Linked DNA regions of Mus musculus: regions 1, 2, 3, 4 and 5 are each linked to region 6. The links are chromatin contacts, called in public promoter capture Hi-C maps. All regions are on one chromosome and are shown on one strand. The core of a region is the stretch at or near the end of the contact, and the rest is flanking DNA. Distances in the headings are between cores, read along the strand shown.

Region 1 (2,791 bases), core at 126-2,625, 2.2 Mb before region 6:
CTGAAGGCTGCTAGCAGAATACTGACTTCCAGGGAGATAGGATGAGGGTCTTAAAGCCCACACCCAAAGTGACACACCCACTCCAAAAAGGCCACACCTACTTGAACAGGGCCACACCTTCTAATAGTGCCACTTTCTAGGCTGAGCATATACAAATCCTCACAGCAGGTCCATCTGAAATAGATCCATTATGTCTTTTAAAAAGCAACATAAAAGAGAGGGTTGTGAAAGCTTTAACACTTAAGTGTCTGCCCCGTGCCCTGACTCCAGACATGCCTAGTTCATCCAGCGTTACTGCAATGAAGTGCATTCGTGTCCTAGCCTTGAGTCTGACAACTGCTATTCCACAGAGTTCACACTTAACTTTGTTCTATGGGAGAAATTTACCTCAGTCAAACTAACAGATGGGAATCAAATTGATGTTCCCACCTGAAGGATAACCTGAGGACACACTACATGATGGTTCTCAGGCCTGACCAAGCCCCACCTCCTCCCTAGCTCAGAAAGATGATTCCGAGGGGCCTGTAAGAAAGCATCAGACATGGATACTTCACTAGTCTGGTCTGTATGTAGATGTTCCTTAACACAACACGAGGTTACATTCCAATCACAGAATCACCCTGACATGAATATTTGTGAATTTAAAATGCACCAAGACATTTAACCAAACAAAGATGACAGCTTAGTCTGTTGTATGTTACCAGACATCTGGACAGTCACTTAAGACAAAGCTTTTTTTCTTTCTTTCCCAAAACACCTGTTGTAATTCATTTCGGTTTTGCCAAAAAAAAAAAAAAAAACAAAAAAAAAAAAAACCTCCATATAGTAGAAGGCATAGCAAGCTAACCCGTAGGGGACATGAAAAAGGGAGAAGCCAGACTTTCATATGTGCTGCTGCACAGCAAGATAAATGATGGTGACTGTGGCATACATCTCAAAAAAGAAGTGTTAACAGTTTGAAGAGATAGCTATGTTAACCCAGTCTGCATCATATATCACATGAGGTATCCAATGCACAGAAACAACCCATTACCTTTTTAATATGTACAGTATTACTATCATGCACGAGTTGCGCGTTTTTTAAGGTAAAAACGTCTCGTTGGTGTCAACCTCTTGGAATAAGCCAGTGGCAGGAGCTGGCACATTTCTGTTGCAGCATTCTGTATTTCCCAATAGAAGTCAGTATTTAGAGAATCAGCGACTTGTTTTCATCCGCCGCCCATCTGGCAGGGAAGACTATGGACTTGTTCCCCACAGATTCCGTTTTCTTTCCAGGAAAAGCAGAAGCTTCTCAGAAAGTCAGCACAAGCCTGTGTGTGCAGTTTCAGTTTCAGTTCTCCATCCCCACAACTAAGTGCAGGCAATATCCGGTTTCACTCTGGAGTTTAAGAATAGAGAGCTTTCAGGAGGAATCGGGGCGGGCGCAGCAGCAAGCCTAAAGGTGCTGAATCCAGGTAGCAGAGAATCCGGTGCAGGCTGGTGAGTTCCCTGAGACTCCATACCCAATGTACACATCTCCTAAGGAGCTTCAGGGAGGTCCCGAGGTCCCAGGCCATAAACTCCACATTTGGTGCAAGATGACACCGGAGGGTGGACGACCGCGATCAGAGACGGCTTGGTGGCCTCAGGGTGGGTGGACAGCGTTGCTCAGTGTGGGAAGTGCGACCACTCTCGAGCAGCCACCACAGCCAGGCATGGTGGGGGATGGGGTGGGGTGGTGAGCGGTTCCTACGGGAATATCAGCCCAGGGCTACCCACTCCCGCAGGCTACCCATTCCCCTGCATTGTTTCCAAGTAAGAGGGCATAACCCCAGAATCCTCATCTACCATAGTCCTCAGGTACTCCCGCCGCTGTGAGCTCAGCTCGGCTTGAAGAAACAGAAAACATAGCCTTCCCTTGTTGAGTCAGACAGAATTTCCAATTGCGCCCGCCCCGTGCACCGCTGTGCTACCAGTGCACTCTCGCGCTCTGCAATGGGGTACTCAGTCAAAAGTTAGAAACAGCAGGAAAGCCTGAACCCCTTCATGTATTGTGAACTGTTTCAAAGTCGTCCATCTAAGGTTTCAGACCAGTTTTGGAGCTTGTGAAAAATCTCCGGAGGAGGCAGTTTTTTACTGTCTTCCCTGTGGCTCGAGCCACCTTTGGAGACCATGGATAATTTACATGACCAATCGCAGCTATGTAGTTCTACTTATTTACTGTGAATTTTAAGCTTCTTAGTTGGGACAGTAACCCAGACCTGCACGAGAGCAGAGAGAAGAGAAATAACATGCCTATCAATATTTTCCTAATATAGATAGAACTGGTCATTAAGGTACTGTTGTCTTTCACAGAATTAAGGTGAGCTTACGTTTCCCATTCGACACCTACTCTAAATTGATGCTAAGTAAAGAAACACCTACAGTTTTTAAGATGCCACCAGAGGACAAACAGCACCCAGAGTGCCCCTTATACATTATATCATGACATGCCACTAATCAATTGAGAGTTGGTATTTCCCAATTAGGATATTTATCAGTGTAGAAAAGGTGAATTGCGGAAGTTGGTTCTATCAGGGAAGTTTTGGTAATAGGATCTGGTGTTTATTCCCTGATCCACTGGGCAGTTTATAGTCTTCCTGAGCATTCATTTAGCATGTGTGCATGACCTCCAAGACAAGTGAAAAGGAGGCACAATAGCCTTCAATACTTATGGTTGTTTTAAGAGAGAATGCACCATCAGAGATTTGCCCACAGAAGTATTTATTCACGAGGATGTATTTTCAGGGAAATTAGCCACTGGAAAAGAATC
Region 2 (2,700 bases), core at 116-2,615, 2.0 Mb before region 6:
GTGGTCATGAAACATACCCTGTGTTTTGAAATAAGAAACTAGCAGCTTACTGTAATGGTTGTATGTGAAAAGGAGAAGAGAGAGAAAGGAAAGGGACACCGAGCAGCCACTTAGCCTCAAAAACCTTGAGAACGAACTGCGATGTTCCCCAATTCAACCTCAGCAATATCAACAGAACACCGACTGCAGATAAAGCCATTCCAGATCGTCATGAGTTTTAGGTCCAAAGGGGAAAACTCCAAGAATCCCGAATATGGACAGACCCGCTGACTGGGTTCAAAATGAAGGCTTGCCTCACCTCAAGCTCCACTGTAGAATTTCAGGGAGAGACAAAAGTTCACCCTCATCCTTAAGGACCTCTGAAACCTTCTGTCTGCCAGGAAAATCCACTTGCCTATTAAGATACAAAGTGCCTACCAAAGCCACAGAGCTCTCAAGCCCTCCTCCCCTTCTATTCTAAACTTCCAGGCTGTTCCAATTCACAGGACAAACACACACACACACACACACACACACACACACACACACACACACACCTGAAGCTGCAGCCACCGGTTTTTCTTTATAACTCGCAAGGTTTTTCCTGCTATTCCCTCTGCTCTGGAGAGACAGCCCTTGCCAGTCTGCCTCTCTGCTCTCTTCCCATAACTGCTTTGGACTTTCCCCAAATCCTCTAGTTATTCTCTCTCTCCTATATCTTAGGTAAACATCTTCTTCCCACCATGGGTCGGTCAGTTCAGCAGCCTGCCTGTGCCCTTGCTTACAATGAGCACCTTTAATGTTCGTAACAAAATACAGAAGCGCTTGGCTCACTGTGGCAAGGTCAGTGCATCCAACCAAATCCGCTTTTGTTCCTTCCTACAGGCGTGAGTACAGCGTTCAGCCGCTCTCGTGAACTACAACACCTCGACTCCTTTAAACGCAAGAGGAAGAAAATCTAACCCCCAAGCTGTGCTCTTAACAGCTTGTCCTCCCGCTTCAGTGTCACTTCCTCCGCCTTTTAGGTCCTGCATCACTTTACAGTTCCGAAGGAAAGATTCCCTCTCCCTCCTCTCTCCCCATCAGAGGGAACACATAGACAACTACACAGGCCGGCCTCTCAAGCATTTTCAAGTCTTTCTCCTAGAACCTGCTTCGAATCCACGCAGCGGAGATTTAAAAACAGTTCTGCTCCAAACAGTCGCACACTTCCACTTTTTCCTGGATACTCAGCCAAGGCCACGCCCTGTCCCCTAGCCTGGGAGCTTCTTGTGCACTCTCACAGGGCGCGCCACGATTGGAGAAATCCGTAACCAATCTGTAGCCTTAGCCCTGATACCGGAGCCAATCCCTGGTCAGAGCCACGAACCGCCTCCACCCCGCCTCCTCTACAATCAGGAGGGTTCCTGCTGCACTCTGCTTCTGGATCCCCGAGTGCATTCCGCCAGGAACCCCGGCGACACCTAGCGACCTCCGGACTAAGGCCAGGGACGCATTGGAACCAGGAGAACGATGTAAGCGGGCGGGACGTAGTGAGCGGTGACTCGGCCCGGGGCATACAGAGTTTGCGGAGCCGGGAGCCAAAGGGAGGTCGGCGGGCAGGAGAAGCGCCCGTACTAGGCACATGGTCGGACCACAGCGGAGACTGTGGGATTTATCTTGGGGTTGACAGGCTTTTCTTTGGAGAAAAGTCCACCCTTGTCCCTTTTACTCTTGATTGTGTAGTCTGGGTGTTTAGAACGCACCTTTGCAAGGGCAATACTGACTTCAGTTCATCCGTGAAAGATGTTTGTGTTTGTTTCTTGAGACAGTCTCTTCTTCTGGAAGTAGTTTTGTGGCAAAGGAACTTTTTAATCCTCCTATCTCCACTCCCACACACCCGACCCACACACCCAGTGCTAAGATTAGAGGTGTGCGCCACCGCTGCTGGTTTTATTCGGTGCCTAGGTTGGAACCCAGAGCTTCATCCCTACTAACTGAGCTACCTCCCTAGCCCAGATAAGGCGAAAGTTCAGGGTTGGAAAAGCAGTTAAACCAGAAGCTTGAGATTATCTTTTCGGAGCTTTGCAAAAGACAAAAGCAGTCTTAATTGGTGGTGTCTGAAGGTCAAGCATTCTTGTAGATCTGAGCCGCTCGCCCCTAAGCACCTCCATTCAGTGTTCCACCTATGGGCTGCTGGGTAGGTAGGTGGCACACGGGAAGCTTGCTCAGGGCTGCAGCCAGCCAGCCTGTAAATCTGTTCAACTTTTGCCTGTGTGCGGTACCCTAATTTCGGCATCAGGTGACCATACCGCTTCCCTTGTGAGAGAATCTCACTTTCACGCGGCCTTAAAGCCCGTTTTGAATGGTGCCTCTTAACTCTTATGCTGATAATGCCTCTTAACACTTATGCTGATAAACTTGACTGTGTTTTTTATTCATGCTTCACCTCTTCATATGGCCTTGAATGCCTCTGTACTTTGAAAGCTAGAACCCTGTTCACCTCGCTCTGTTGCAATTAGCGAACTTTATAAACACTCTAGAACCCGGCTAACAGGTATGGCATGTGGTGAAAATAAAGGGAGCAGTGTTATTTATCAAGAGGCTGTCTCTGATAAATCTTTCTTGAGCTTTTAGGTAACCTGAAGGTTCCTGACGTTTTCAGATTGCTAACACAACTATTCTTTATGTCTGTATACCTCCTATGGGTCAGATTTGTAACTTGGTAGTTTGAGTGGTAAA
Region 3 (2,700 bases), core at 61-2,560, 2.3 Mb before region 6:
CTTGGAATTCATTTGTCTGAAAATATTCTGATCCTTAAGCAACGGCAATATTTTTATTGGCTTTTTCCAAGTCTCCCCCATGTGGTTATTAGTGCCCAAATGCTAAAATACCAACCAAGCAGGCAGGAAATAACAGCTTATTCTGCTTTCAAACATGTAAAAACGTTGGAATTTCTGTAGAGCTTTGGATTTTCTTTTAGGGACAGCATAAATAATACCTTCCATCTACTGCTAGTGAGGGAGGCTAAAAGTGGTTTCCCACACTTGTGTGCGAGTTTCCTTGGTGTGCGTAACCGGGAGAGACCTACAAGTGAGGAGCCCTTCAATTAAGACAACCTAGAGATTCTTTCTCCCCTTCCTGAGATAGAATGGTGGGAGGACTAAAGCACTAAGGCTGAGGGATGAGACGTTTCCCAGCTTGGGTTCACGCCTAGCCCTGTTGGCCAAATAAGGTTCCCCAGCTAGCAGTTTCCGTAGCAGGCGGGTTCAGACGTCCTCGGGTCAAGAAGGCGGACCTGGGATAGGATCTGGCGATCACACCCTAGACCTGCCCAGCCCAGTCACGAATTTTCTTTCCAAGTTCTGCCCAGTCCATACGCCCTTCCTCTTTCCACTCATTGTCAAACGGGGCTGAAGCTCAGTCTGACCCAAGCCCCAAGTATACACCAGTTTCATAAAAACTGGCGACCGCGACTGATCTAAGTGGGCTTTCCTTCTGGACGCACCGACGTGTAACCCTCACAGGTTACACAACTGCACATATTTCAGGGAGGGGGAAATACACGCTTCTCCGTAGCCTGGGAGCCAGCAAACAAAACTGCGCCGCTTTCCCGTGCAGGCGCACACTCTCGGCTCGCCGGAGCTTCCCTGGGGGCTGGCGCGCCCCAGGCCGAGGTGCTGCCCTTCGCCGCCTGCCCTCCGGCTCGGCGGGCGCCCCCTGGTGCGCCCGGCTCTCCGGAGCGCCGGTCCCCGAGAGCCCCGGCTCCGGGCGCTCAGTCCCGCCGCGCGCCGCCCTGCCCCGGGCGCTTCTCACACCTCGGCGCGCACCGGGAGCACCTGAGGAGCAGCGGCTCCCGGGGACACGCTCGCCCCGTCCTCCTCTCGTCCCGCGCCCCTCCACGCGCCGCACCCCGTCACCCGCTTCTCCTCCTGTTCCCTCGCGGACCAGGACGTGCTCCTCCGCCTCCCGCGGCCACTCACCTCCTGACCGGCGCGGCGCACCCTCCGCCTCAGACCAGCGCTGACAAGTGGCTCGCGGTGCCTGCGCCGTCCCTCTCAAGCCGGTGGGGAACTTCCGCCTCCGCGCTCGCCCCGCCTCGCCCCAAGGCTGGCCACGCCCCTCCCCTAATGGTCACGCCCCCATGGTCCGGGCTGGGCGGGGCCACGTCGCTCAGGGCTTAGAAGGCAGTGGAGTCTCCCTGTTGTGCTCTGTGACTTGCTGGGACCGGCTGCCGCCGCCACAAAAAACAATTGCCCCTGTGGAGTTTCGGTGGGCGTAGTCTCCGGGGTGTAGTCTTGGACTGGTACCTGGCAAAGATCTAGCCTTCCGCTTCTCTGTTTTGTATTTCGGCGTTTTTCACTCTGCAGAAACTTGAATTGACCCGCAGTTGGTCTGGCTGAAAATAGAAAAGGGCTTTAGCTAAATCTCTGCCGGTGCAAGTTCAGCGACTACCGCCTGCTTTTGTGAAAGACCTCTGTATACTCTCGAGAAGTGCAAACTCTGAAGTTTGCTTGTCAGGAAGGTGAAAATCGCTAACCCTAATATGCAGAAGTTAAATCTGTCGTCAAGCTAAAGGACAGCCATACAAAGCAGTGGCCAAAAGTGATTCAGCCACTGTATCCTCAGCTTATTTTTCTAATTCCAAATTAACAGCACATTTACCTACTTCTGTAAAGTTGTTTGGTTTTGCCCAGAGAATTTATTCACAAGCAAACGTTAGTAATGTTTAACGAATACTCGAAAAGAAACTTTTAAAATATTAAAAGCACAAGTGTTAACCAAGTGGTGTATCAAACAAAAATAAACCTCAACCGAAGTCCCTGAGTCTGGAGTCTGCTCTAGAGGTACAAGCAAACTCCTAAAGTAGGTTCAAAGTTGTTCAAATAGTAGCCACTGGCCACATATGTCTATTTAACTCATTGTAAAAATGTTTTATATCATTGTTATGAATCTAAATTTATACATGAGTAGGATAGGATTTCCATTAAATAGAAGCTTCAGTAGGACTACATTTCACTGTACAGTTGGATGTTTAGTGGCCAAGTTGACATATATGGACCAGGTTTTTAAAATGTTATAAATTTAAAAAATAGGTATGTTGATTATATGTTGATATTATCTGCCTATTTAAAACATTATTACAACTTATTTTCATTTTTTAATGTATATACTAGAAAGTTTAACATGGATGTGACTTGCATATTTTGTTGGCCAGTTGTTGATTGTATTACATTCTAAAAGGAAAACTAGTTTGCAGGGAAGAATTTTTCTAATGTGGGATTTGTCTAGTGTGTTTTAGGGTTCTGTTTCATAGATCATTCCAAAGTAAATGGTTAAGAATGGTTACATGTAAACAGATATCCCCTGCAAAGCAAAGAGTCAGCCTTACAGTTGCCTTCATAGGATGAATACCAGCCTTAGTCACAATGTTTACAAATGAAAGTTGCAACAGATTCTATAACACATGATAGACAGTTCCA
Region 4 (2,812 bases), core at 219-2,718, 2.1 Mb before region 6:
GTGCATGCTGTACATTGTTCATAATGTAAGAAACGCCGCTCCTAAATTTCTGTAAGAGGGGAGGTCATTAGAAGACTCTTAGCTGTCACACAGGCACCCAATGATGAGGGGTTCAGCTCTGCAACTGAACATTCAGAATAACAGTAGTACCACACAGAGGAAATGTCACAGTCACGGGGCTTAGTACTCTTGTGGAATACAGAAACACAAAGATACTTTCTGTATAATTATTTTCTGGTAGTGGCATTAAACCCAGGGCTTTAAAAAATACTTCTAGTGGTACATTAACTTATAGCATAACAGTGGATGGTATAGTGTTTCTGTAGTATACTTTTCAGTGCATGCTTGTATCATGTGTGCTTGAAGAAGAATTCAACACTTGTATTCAAAGTCTGACCTATTGTCTGATTTGTGTTAAGTCCCTGGAAGATTTTAAGTACTAGTCCGTGGGTAAATCAGCATGAGGATTAATTAGACATCTTCAGAACTTCAAAGCACAGTTTGGGACACTTCTCACAGCCACAGTGCCAGTGGCTTGTCAACTCCATGGTCATTCCCAGCCTTAGCTCAGAGACTCACAGATGTCAGTCTCAGTTTTGACAGTGGCTTCCCTCAGCCTCTGAGAGATGTTATTTGCACTCAATGGTTTAGGGTCAGGACTCTGACTCACTTGTTTCTAAGGAAACATACTACAAATGACTGGAAACTCCACCCCTTTAAGCTTAGAAACAAAAACAAAAAACAAAAAACAAAAAAAAAAGGAAAGAAAAGAAAGAAATCCCTTTTGCTTACTCTTAAATTCTACATGTCTACATGATTGAAAATATTTAAGTGGTGCTAAAATTGTTGTGGGATTGTACATAATGTTAATAGCGATTATTCTAGTCCAAAAGACAAATGAACAAACTAACAAACAAGCTAGCTGATTTCCCAGCATTTGACATGTTTAAAGGAACTCAGATTCACTTTCACTTTCAGTAATTTTTCTTCCTCCCTCCTTCCCTCTCTTTGTCTCCCCCATCTTTCTCCTTCCTTTCTCTCTCCTTGTCCCTCCAAATTCTCACCTTTTTCGTTCTATTTTTATTCTTTCACAGTACAGAGAAATGATTTTTAAACGATTCATGTCCACTTCTGAATTGCACAATTGCTTGCTAACTTTGTGTAACACAGTGGGGCTGGCAACTTCACAAAACAAACACTAATGGACAAAAAAGGACTGAAACATAAGAGAATGATTTCAAAACCACACCCTTTTCACCCTACATTTTGAAACACCCACAAGAAATGGCACCATTTATCAATCTCTACCTGAGAAGTCCTGAGACCCTCCTCCCATGAGCAAACCCCTCATTCCTGCAGTGCTGGTTGAGTCATCCCTCCAACCCCACCCCAGTTAGGAACTCTTTTAGTTTCACTTTCACTGTCTTAAGCATAAATAAAGAGCGAACTCCTCACAAGTTCTCTGGCAAAAATCTGGAACTTCCCGGGTTACTACAGGGTCTATGTCACAGTGCCTGTGAGAGAGGACAGAGCACTCTGCAGCCAGCCTCAGAGGCAAAGCTGACCAGCATTGAAAAGCTGCTTCTTCTTCTTCTCTAAAGGATTTCTCTTCAGGTAAGACAGAGGCAGGGGTGGAAAACTGTTTAGCAGACTGCTGGTTTACCCTAACCAGAGGAGGCTGAAACCAGCACAGATGTGTGTGGCCCAGGGCTAGGTGACAGAGGCAGACTTTACCCTAGATGTCCCTGTCCCTACTAGGGCAAATTAATTAAACTCTGGGAAAGAAGACTTCACACTGAGAGCATAAGTGTGTTGAGGTTCATATTGCTTTCTCGGTACCATTTTATATCATTCTTACTATTTAATGATACTCAGACAAAGTTCCTGAACTTGTTGCCAGTGTCTACCTAAATAAGTTAGGCTGCTTGGAATTCATAAAAAGAGACAGTTTCCCCCATTGAAAAATCTATTGAGCTACAATATCTTTGTGTATACTATTTTGAATACACACACATTATTTATTCCTTGAGAACATCATATATGTCATGTGTTTTTGATTGTGTATATTCCCTACTCTTTCCTCCATCTCCTCCCACCCACCCCTCACTCAGTTTCATGTCCTCATTTAATCAAGTCACTGCAGCTCATTCAAACGTGGGCATAAGGCCACCTAGTGGAATTCAGGTAACTTAACAGGGGCCATTTACTGAAGAAAACCAACCCTGGAGTCTGTAGCAGCCATTAACTGCCATTATCATCTCAGTTATGCTCTGGGCTTCCCGGGACTCTCACCAACCTATGGTAGAATTTTGATTTATGCATTTTTTCTTTTTTCTTTTGTTTTGTTTTCAAAATAGTGTGTCTGTGTAGCCCTGGCTGTCCTGAAACTCACTGTGTAAACCAGGCTGTCTTCAAACTCAGAGATCCATGTGCCTTTGCTTCCCAAGTGCTGGATTGAAGGCATGTGCCACTAACCACCCGCCTTTATGCAGGTTTTCTATAGGCAGCCACAGCTGCTGTGACTTCATGAGTTCAAAAACTATATCATGTTCCAGAAGATACTGGTTCACCTTAAAGCAATGCATATAGTCCATGTGATATTTGTGGCATAAATACCACTGTGAACTGAAAGAAACCAAACCTTTGGGAGGAATTCTCTAGGGTAACATAGGAAAACTATGAGCTGTGTCTGGAAGACTGTGCTGGTAGAGAGTACCACAGCACTGGGAATGTCATGGAAGTCTACCAGCCAAGCACGGGATCCAGCTGAGGGAGCCTCAGTGAACACGGGGAACAAGCCAGGCAACAAACT
Region 5 (2,871 bases), core at 268-2,767, 2.2 Mb before region 6:
GGTGGCCAGCTTCTACTTCTCTACTCTTTCCTTCTCTATGCCTTTCTCTGCCTCTGCTACTCTCTTAACTCCCCTCCCCATGTCCTTGTGTAATCAGTTGAATGGAGCAATTTGTATATGACCCTTCTGTTTCTCACTGTGGGATGTAAGGATGGAATAGCTGGACTAGTGAGAATATGAATGCCATGGGTAACTCTGTACCTTTCACTCACTTGTCGGTCCAGTAGGGAGATATAGTTTTTTCTTATGATCAAGGAAGGAATAAAGCACAAATTGATACTCATATGTATTATATAAGGACTTCAACCTAACCAGCCTTAAAGGATAGTTAATGATAACTTGTAGCAGTTAATAATAAAAGCATATCTGTTGTAGCTCACCTGGAACTCTATTAACTGAAAAGTCAGTCTGTCTATGTCTTGTTTTTAATGTTGAAAGTTTGCTTTTTGCATGAATTATTTGAAAGTAGTCTATACATGAAGTACATGAAGTAGTCTGAGCACAGCCAACTTAGCATACATGAACCCCGTCCCACATATTGTATATATATTTTGAGACAAAATTTTCATGTAGCCCAGGCTAGCCTCAAGCTTAATATATAGCTCAGAATGGTTCCCCTGCCTCCACTTCCATGGCCAGTTCACATAGACAATATTTTAAATAATTCATGAAAGCAGGAAACTTTTATAGAACAGATTTTTTTTACTTGTGATTTTATGTCAGAACTCAAAAAAAAATCAGTATTGGGAGGATTTGGAAGTTTGGATTTGTAGATTAGGAATGAACACTTGTGTTGGACAAATGGCAAACAAAGAAAGAGAGTAGTTTGAGACATCCCCAGAAAGACAGGCAAAGCATACTGGGAACTTCCTGTCAGTCAGAGTAGAGAAGGAACAGCCCAGAGTTGTTAGCTCTACTGACAGACCTGACTGAATCATGCATTGTTCTTGCCAAGCAAGCTGCACTGTAAACAGTGGCCATCTCTATAGTTCACCATCTTTATAACACTTTGGTTAAAGACTCTAACAGGGAGCTGACAGCAGATATGCACTTTAAGGAAACTGGGGACTTGTTTTCCTTTAACAAAAAGGCTAGGATACCCAGGGCTTGAGCAATCATCTTTGACTCCCTAAACAAAGCTGGTTCATGTCAGGACACAGTTTCAGTTTCTATTTCCCAGATCCCTGGAAAACACAAGAAAGGGAGGAGAAAGGGCTTTTCTGCTGGGGGGAAGTCCAGTCGTCGCCTTTGGCTCGAATTCACAGCCTGAGTTCAGGTTGTATAATGACTGCTATTTTCTCCTGCTGCATCTGAGGGAGCATTTCCTCTGAAATGTGTGGAGGGAAAGGAGGAGGCCACACTGCTGATTTAGACTGCAGTCTAAATCCAAGAGGGCAGGGGACCCAGAAAACGCAATGACAATCATTGATTAGTAGTGTTCCCTGGTGAGTACTACAGACAGACTTGTGTGCCAAGTGTGATTCTGTTTTCTCCTTTTTTTTTTTTTTTTTTTTGCATCGGTGATGGAACACACTGTAGGAAAGAAAAAAAGTCTCAATCTGCAAGATGTGGCGGGGTGATAACTGCAGAAAGTTCGGGGGGATCTGGGAAATTCCTCAGCTCAGCTGAGGTCACAAATTCTGTTATTTTGTTCAAGCCCTCAACGACTGACTGAGTCATCAAGCAAGGAGCATGGTTTCGATTTCAGTTCCTTTTATCTCAATTTGTGTTTGGGCGGCTGTTACTTTGCCACTTCTAACAGTGGCTGCTCCAAGGAGCCTGGAGCAGTAGGAAGCTCAGGGAAAGAACTAAGTTGGCTGAGGACTGTCCCTGTTACAGAGCCAGTGCCTGGGTGAGTAACCACATGTGTTTCTCTCAACAGACGCTGCCGGCGAAATTGCCAGGACATCTCCATTCTGGGGTGGCAGACTCACCCTGGTGGGCAAGCCAGTGCAAGCTGCAGACCTCACAGGGTCTTGTGGCCATTTGCAGAGCGCCACCTGGCGGGCCAAGCGTGCATGTACTGCTTTTCTTGGGTCTTCATTCAATAACCCCTCTGGCTTGGGAGACAATGACCAAGGCCCATCCTTGGTGGTGAGAGCCTGGTACCCAGGAGCCAAACTCAGTAGTACTGCAGCCTCTTGTAGGGTAGCTTCCCCCAGTTTGCTTCCTTGTGTCCGCAATGTTTTCTTGATAGCAGACATCTGTCCTCAAAGGTGTCACTAAGAGGCTTCATTTTATCTTATTTTGCTGGAGTCAGTCCCTGTTTTATTTATCTGAATTCAACCTCCAATGTCCCTACCTCGCTCTATACTTACTTTATTCTAAGGCGTGTGTGGGCGCACGGGCACGTGTGTGTGTGTGTGTGTGTGTGTGTGTGTGTGTGTGTGTGTTCATTTTCTGCTTCGTTTTCTCTCCCATTTGAACAGAGGCTCACCAAGGTAGGAAATTGCACTCATTTAGTTTATTCTTTGATAACAGCCACCTAAGGCAGTGCCCAACACACACCCGGCAAACTTCTCATACTGAAACAGACTTCAAATTCTCTCAGAATGCCAGGAAACCTTTCTACCCACTTTGCAACTTTGCCACGTGCGTTTTTGCCTCACCCGCTGCAAAACCCGAGTGCTCTCAGTCTCAGACATCAGTGTTGTTGGCTTTCTCATGTTATTTTTTAAGAAGCCGGAGAATACTTTTCATAGTTCAAAGAAGAATCGTGATATATTCTATGAGAAATACTGTAACAGGTTTGGGAAGGCTGAGTTCATTTCCCACTTTAGAAACATACAGAACTTGAGATACGTGTTGCGCAAACAAAAACCGACATGTGTCTGCCTTGGGTGATGACAACAGACGATTTTAAGATCCCAT
Region 6 (2,700 bases), core at 117-2,616:
TTTCATAAGATAGGCAGTCATTACCCTGGGGAACTGTCCGATTCTTTTGCCAAGGATAACGAAATATGATATTCACAGTGCCAGTAAAATGAAATGAATCAAGAAATAAAGCAGCACACGTGAGATTTATAGTTCGGTGGGATTTTGGCACATGGGACATTACTTTTGTTTTCTCTTTCCGGAACAGAGGGCTGCTGCTACCCTATGTCACTAACTTCAATACCAGATTGTTTACAAGCCACGTTGTGAAATTGACATCTGCTCCGAGATTTAACTGAGTTTGCATAATGTGGGTGTTGACTGTAAAAAATCTGCCCAAGTTCCCTATTGCTGACACTTCCTTAATCACAGAATAAGGAGACGCAGTGAACTTTTCCCTTCCAAGTGCGCCTGAAGCCAAGCGTGCCCGGTCCCCTCCAATGTGACAACAACGTGAATCGCGTCCTCCTCTCACCCCTGCTCTATATAGCCCATCTGGGGAACGCGTCAGGGCACCCCTAATCCTAGGTGTCCTGCGTCCTTGGTGAAGCTGGGACACCGACAGGGACAGGCAATCTCCATCTCCCCCACGGGCTGCTAAGCTCTGGGACAATCCTTCCAAGGGGCAGCAGCGAGGGCTGGTGGGAACTGAGCTGGCAGCTCCTCTGCGTTGAGGGGCAGGAAAAGGAAACTCCCTTCTCGGTCGGACGCGGCCCGGAGGGCGAGAGCGAGCGCAGCGGAGGGTGGGGGTGGCGCCAAGGTGCTCGGCGTGCCCTGCCTCGCCGGCTGGGGCACCGAGGCCTCCGCCCCGGGGTGAACCCAAGGTGTCCGCCCTGGGCCGCGTCCCGACTCGCCTGCCGGGGCGCGGGGCGGCGGCGGCCGGGCGAGCGAGGCGGAAACGGCCAGCGGGGCAGGGGCGCCAGGCCGCGCCCATCGGCAGGCCTGGGTACCAGGGCGACGCCGTCCCCGACCCGCCCTCCGCTCGCCCTCCCCGGCGCCACCACCCCGCCCGGCCCCAACCGCCGCCGCCGTACCTGCACGGCCCGGCTGAGGAAGGTGCCCGCGTCGGCCGCCAGCTTCTTCACGTTGAAATCCATGATGTTCATGCCGGGCGGCAGCCGGGCAGAGCCGCCGGCTGCGCTAGCGGGGAGGCGGGGAGCGCCGCGGCCGGGCTGGGGCGCCGGGCGACGGCGACGGCGGGGCGGACGTGGTAGGTGGCGGGAGGCGGCGCCAGCCCCGCGCAGCTGTCGTTTCCTGGCGGGGAGGCGGGGGAGGGAAGAGGGCGGGCGCCCGCGAGCGCGCGCCTCTCCGCTCACACGCTGGGCCTGTCGCGTCGCCGAGCAGCTGCGAGCCACGGGGACCGAGGTCGCGTCCGGAGGAAGGCCCCGCCCCGCCCCGCCGCCCGGCGACTGTGCAACCGCGGCGGAAAACAGCCGGCCGGGAGGGGGGCGTGGCCTCACCGATGGCGTGGGGTGGGGGGCGGGGGTGTCCTCGCGGGAACAGCGACCCCTGCAGGGTGGCCGAGGATTCACCACTGGGTGGAGCCGCTGCAGAGGTTCTCATGGGAACAGCGACCCCTGCAGGGAGGCCGAGGATTCACCACTGGGTGGAGCCGCTGCAGAGGTTCTCATGGGAACAGCGACCCCTGCAGGGTGGCCGAGGATTCACCACTGGGTGGAGCCGCGGCTGAGGCTCTCCTGACAGCTCACTAAGCACCAAGCCAGTGTCAGAGCATCAGTGGAAGTTCTTACCAGAACGAGAGCCTCCTGGGCTCTCACCCTGATTCCCTCCCACAGCATCTCAGTGAGTGTCTGTGACAGAATCGCCCGGACAAAAGTTCCTTAGAAAAGCATGGACAAAACGTTCCTTAAAAGGAAACAGAACTGACACTATAGAATCATTGGCCCGGATTTCCTGTATTGGGTCTGGGGTCAAAGGCTACCTATGGCTTGGGTAGACACCTAGCCAATCTTTGCTGAACGGGATTGTCTTCATTGTCCCCTACCCTATTATACTTTGACTCACTGTTGAGGACCTATTGTGTGTGAGGCATTGAGTAGGTGCTGAAGGGTTCAGTCCCTTTGGTGGCTGGTGGTCATCTGAGGCATATTTAGAAAGTATCTCCCATCCCCTGGGAAGGTATATAAGAGCATTTCAGAGAGACAATGGAGAAGAAAGACAAGGTTCCTATCCGGTTATACATTCCTTCACTCCTGAGTACCTACTGTCTGGCAGGGCCTCAACCTTCCAACTCTTAGCTGTGTGATAAAGGCATGAGCCCTTCCCCCCACACCCACCCACCCAGACACCCACACTACACTCAGCTAATTTAGTTTCTGTTTTCTGAGAAAAGGCCTCATGCGACCTAGCCTGGCTTCAGGTATCCAAAGACCGCTTCAAACCCATCACCCTCCTGTCTTTGTTTTTCTTTCTTGTTCCTCCCTCCTTTTTCTTCTCCCCACTTCCTTTATCCTGGGGACCAAACCACTGTCCAATAGATCCTGTTTTACAGGTCTTATCATGTAACTTTCATTTTGGTGTTTCAAGATGCCTCTGGAACCTCTAGATATCACACATATGTTCTCACATTAGAAAGGAAATGAAGGGGAGAGGCAAAAGTACACACCAGCTCAGTGTCCCTTTCTCCTTTAAAACAAGCATTCCATAACCCCCAGCTCGTAAACTTTCATTTTCACATCGTTAGTGAGAACTGGGCCATTT

Evidence for each region. Promoter capture Hi-C pulls out the DNA fragments that hold promoters and counts their contacts.
Region 1: a promoter capture Hi-C map of pre-B cells shows a contact between it and region 6, with 4 times the contacts expected there. The contact joins the promoter of Gbp7 here to the promoter of Sh3glb1 in region 6. A contact is called at or near these places in 4 of 39 promoter capture datasets (the C10 cell line, liver and pre-B cells) and 1 of 484 Hi-C or Micro-C datasets (CD8 T cells).
Region 2: a contact with region 6 is called in a promoter capture Hi-C map of pre-B cells, with 12 times the contacts expected there. The contact joins the promoter of Kyat3 here to the promoter of Sh3glb1 in region 6. A contact is called at or near these places in 5 of 39 promoter capture datasets (the SN4741 cell line, hippocampal neurons, liver and 1 more), 1 of 484 Hi-C or Micro-C datasets (liver) and 1 of 115 datasets of contacts at active chromatin or transcription factors (astrocytes).
Region 3: a promoter capture Hi-C map of liver shows a contact between it and region 6, with 4 times the contacts expected there. The contact joins the promoter of Pdlim5 here to the promoter of Sh3glb1 in region 6. A contact is called at or near these places in 3 of 39 promoter capture datasets (liver, neutrophils and pre-B cells), 2 of 484 Hi-C or Micro-C datasets (CD4 T cells and pre-B cells) and 3 of 9 other capture datasets (adipose tissue, liver and macrophages).
Region 4: a contact with region 6 is called in a promoter capture Hi-C map of liver, with 10 times the contacts expected there. The contact joins the promoter of Gbp2 here to the promoter of Sh3glb1 in region 6. A contact is called at or near these places in 2 of 39 promoter capture datasets (liver and pre-B cells).
Region 5: a contact with region 6 is called in a promoter capture Hi-C map of pre-B cells, with 6 times the contacts expected there. The contact joins the promoter of Gbp3 here to the promoter of Sh3glb1 in region 6. A contact is called at or near these places in 2 of 39 promoter capture datasets (liver and pre-B cells) and 1 of 484 Hi-C or Micro-C datasets (CD8 T cells).

What each region holds. Positions count from the first base shown.
Region 1 is chr3:142,528,961-142,531,751 of GRCm38.p6, forward strand. It overlaps Gbp7 (guanylate binding protein 7), which reads left to right and starts at 1,376. Exons shown (of 11, transcript NM_001083312.2): 1 at 1,376-1,479.
Region 2 is chr3:142,699,683-142,702,382 of GRCm38.p6, forward strand. It overlaps Kyat3 (kynurenine aminotransferase 3), which reads left to right and starts at 1,366. Exons shown (of 14, transcript NM_001293560.1): 1 at 1,366-1,493.
Region 3 is chr3:142,394,386-142,397,085 of GRCm38.p6, forward strand. It overlaps Pdlim5 (PDZ and LIM domain 5), which reads right to left and starts at 1,311. Exons shown (of 13, transcript NM_019808.3): 1 at 1,201-1,311.
Region 4 is chr3:142,619,195-142,622,006 of GRCm38.p6, forward strand. Gbp2 (guanylate binding protein 2) reads left to right here and starts at 1,469. Exons shown (of 11, transcript NM_010260.1): 1 at 1,469-1,614.
Region 5 is chr3:142,558,839-142,561,709 of GRCm38.p6, forward strand. It overlaps Gbp3 (guanylate binding protein 3), which reads left to right and starts at 1,518. Exons shown (of 11, transcript NM_001289493.2): 1 at 1,518-1,852.
Region 6 is chr3:144,718,969-144,721,668 of GRCm38.p6, forward strand. It overlaps Sh3glb1 (SH3-domain GRB2-like B1 (endophilin)), which reads right to left and starts at 1,367. Exons shown (of 9, transcript NM_019464.3): 1 at 1,014-1,367. The coding sequence starts at 1,085.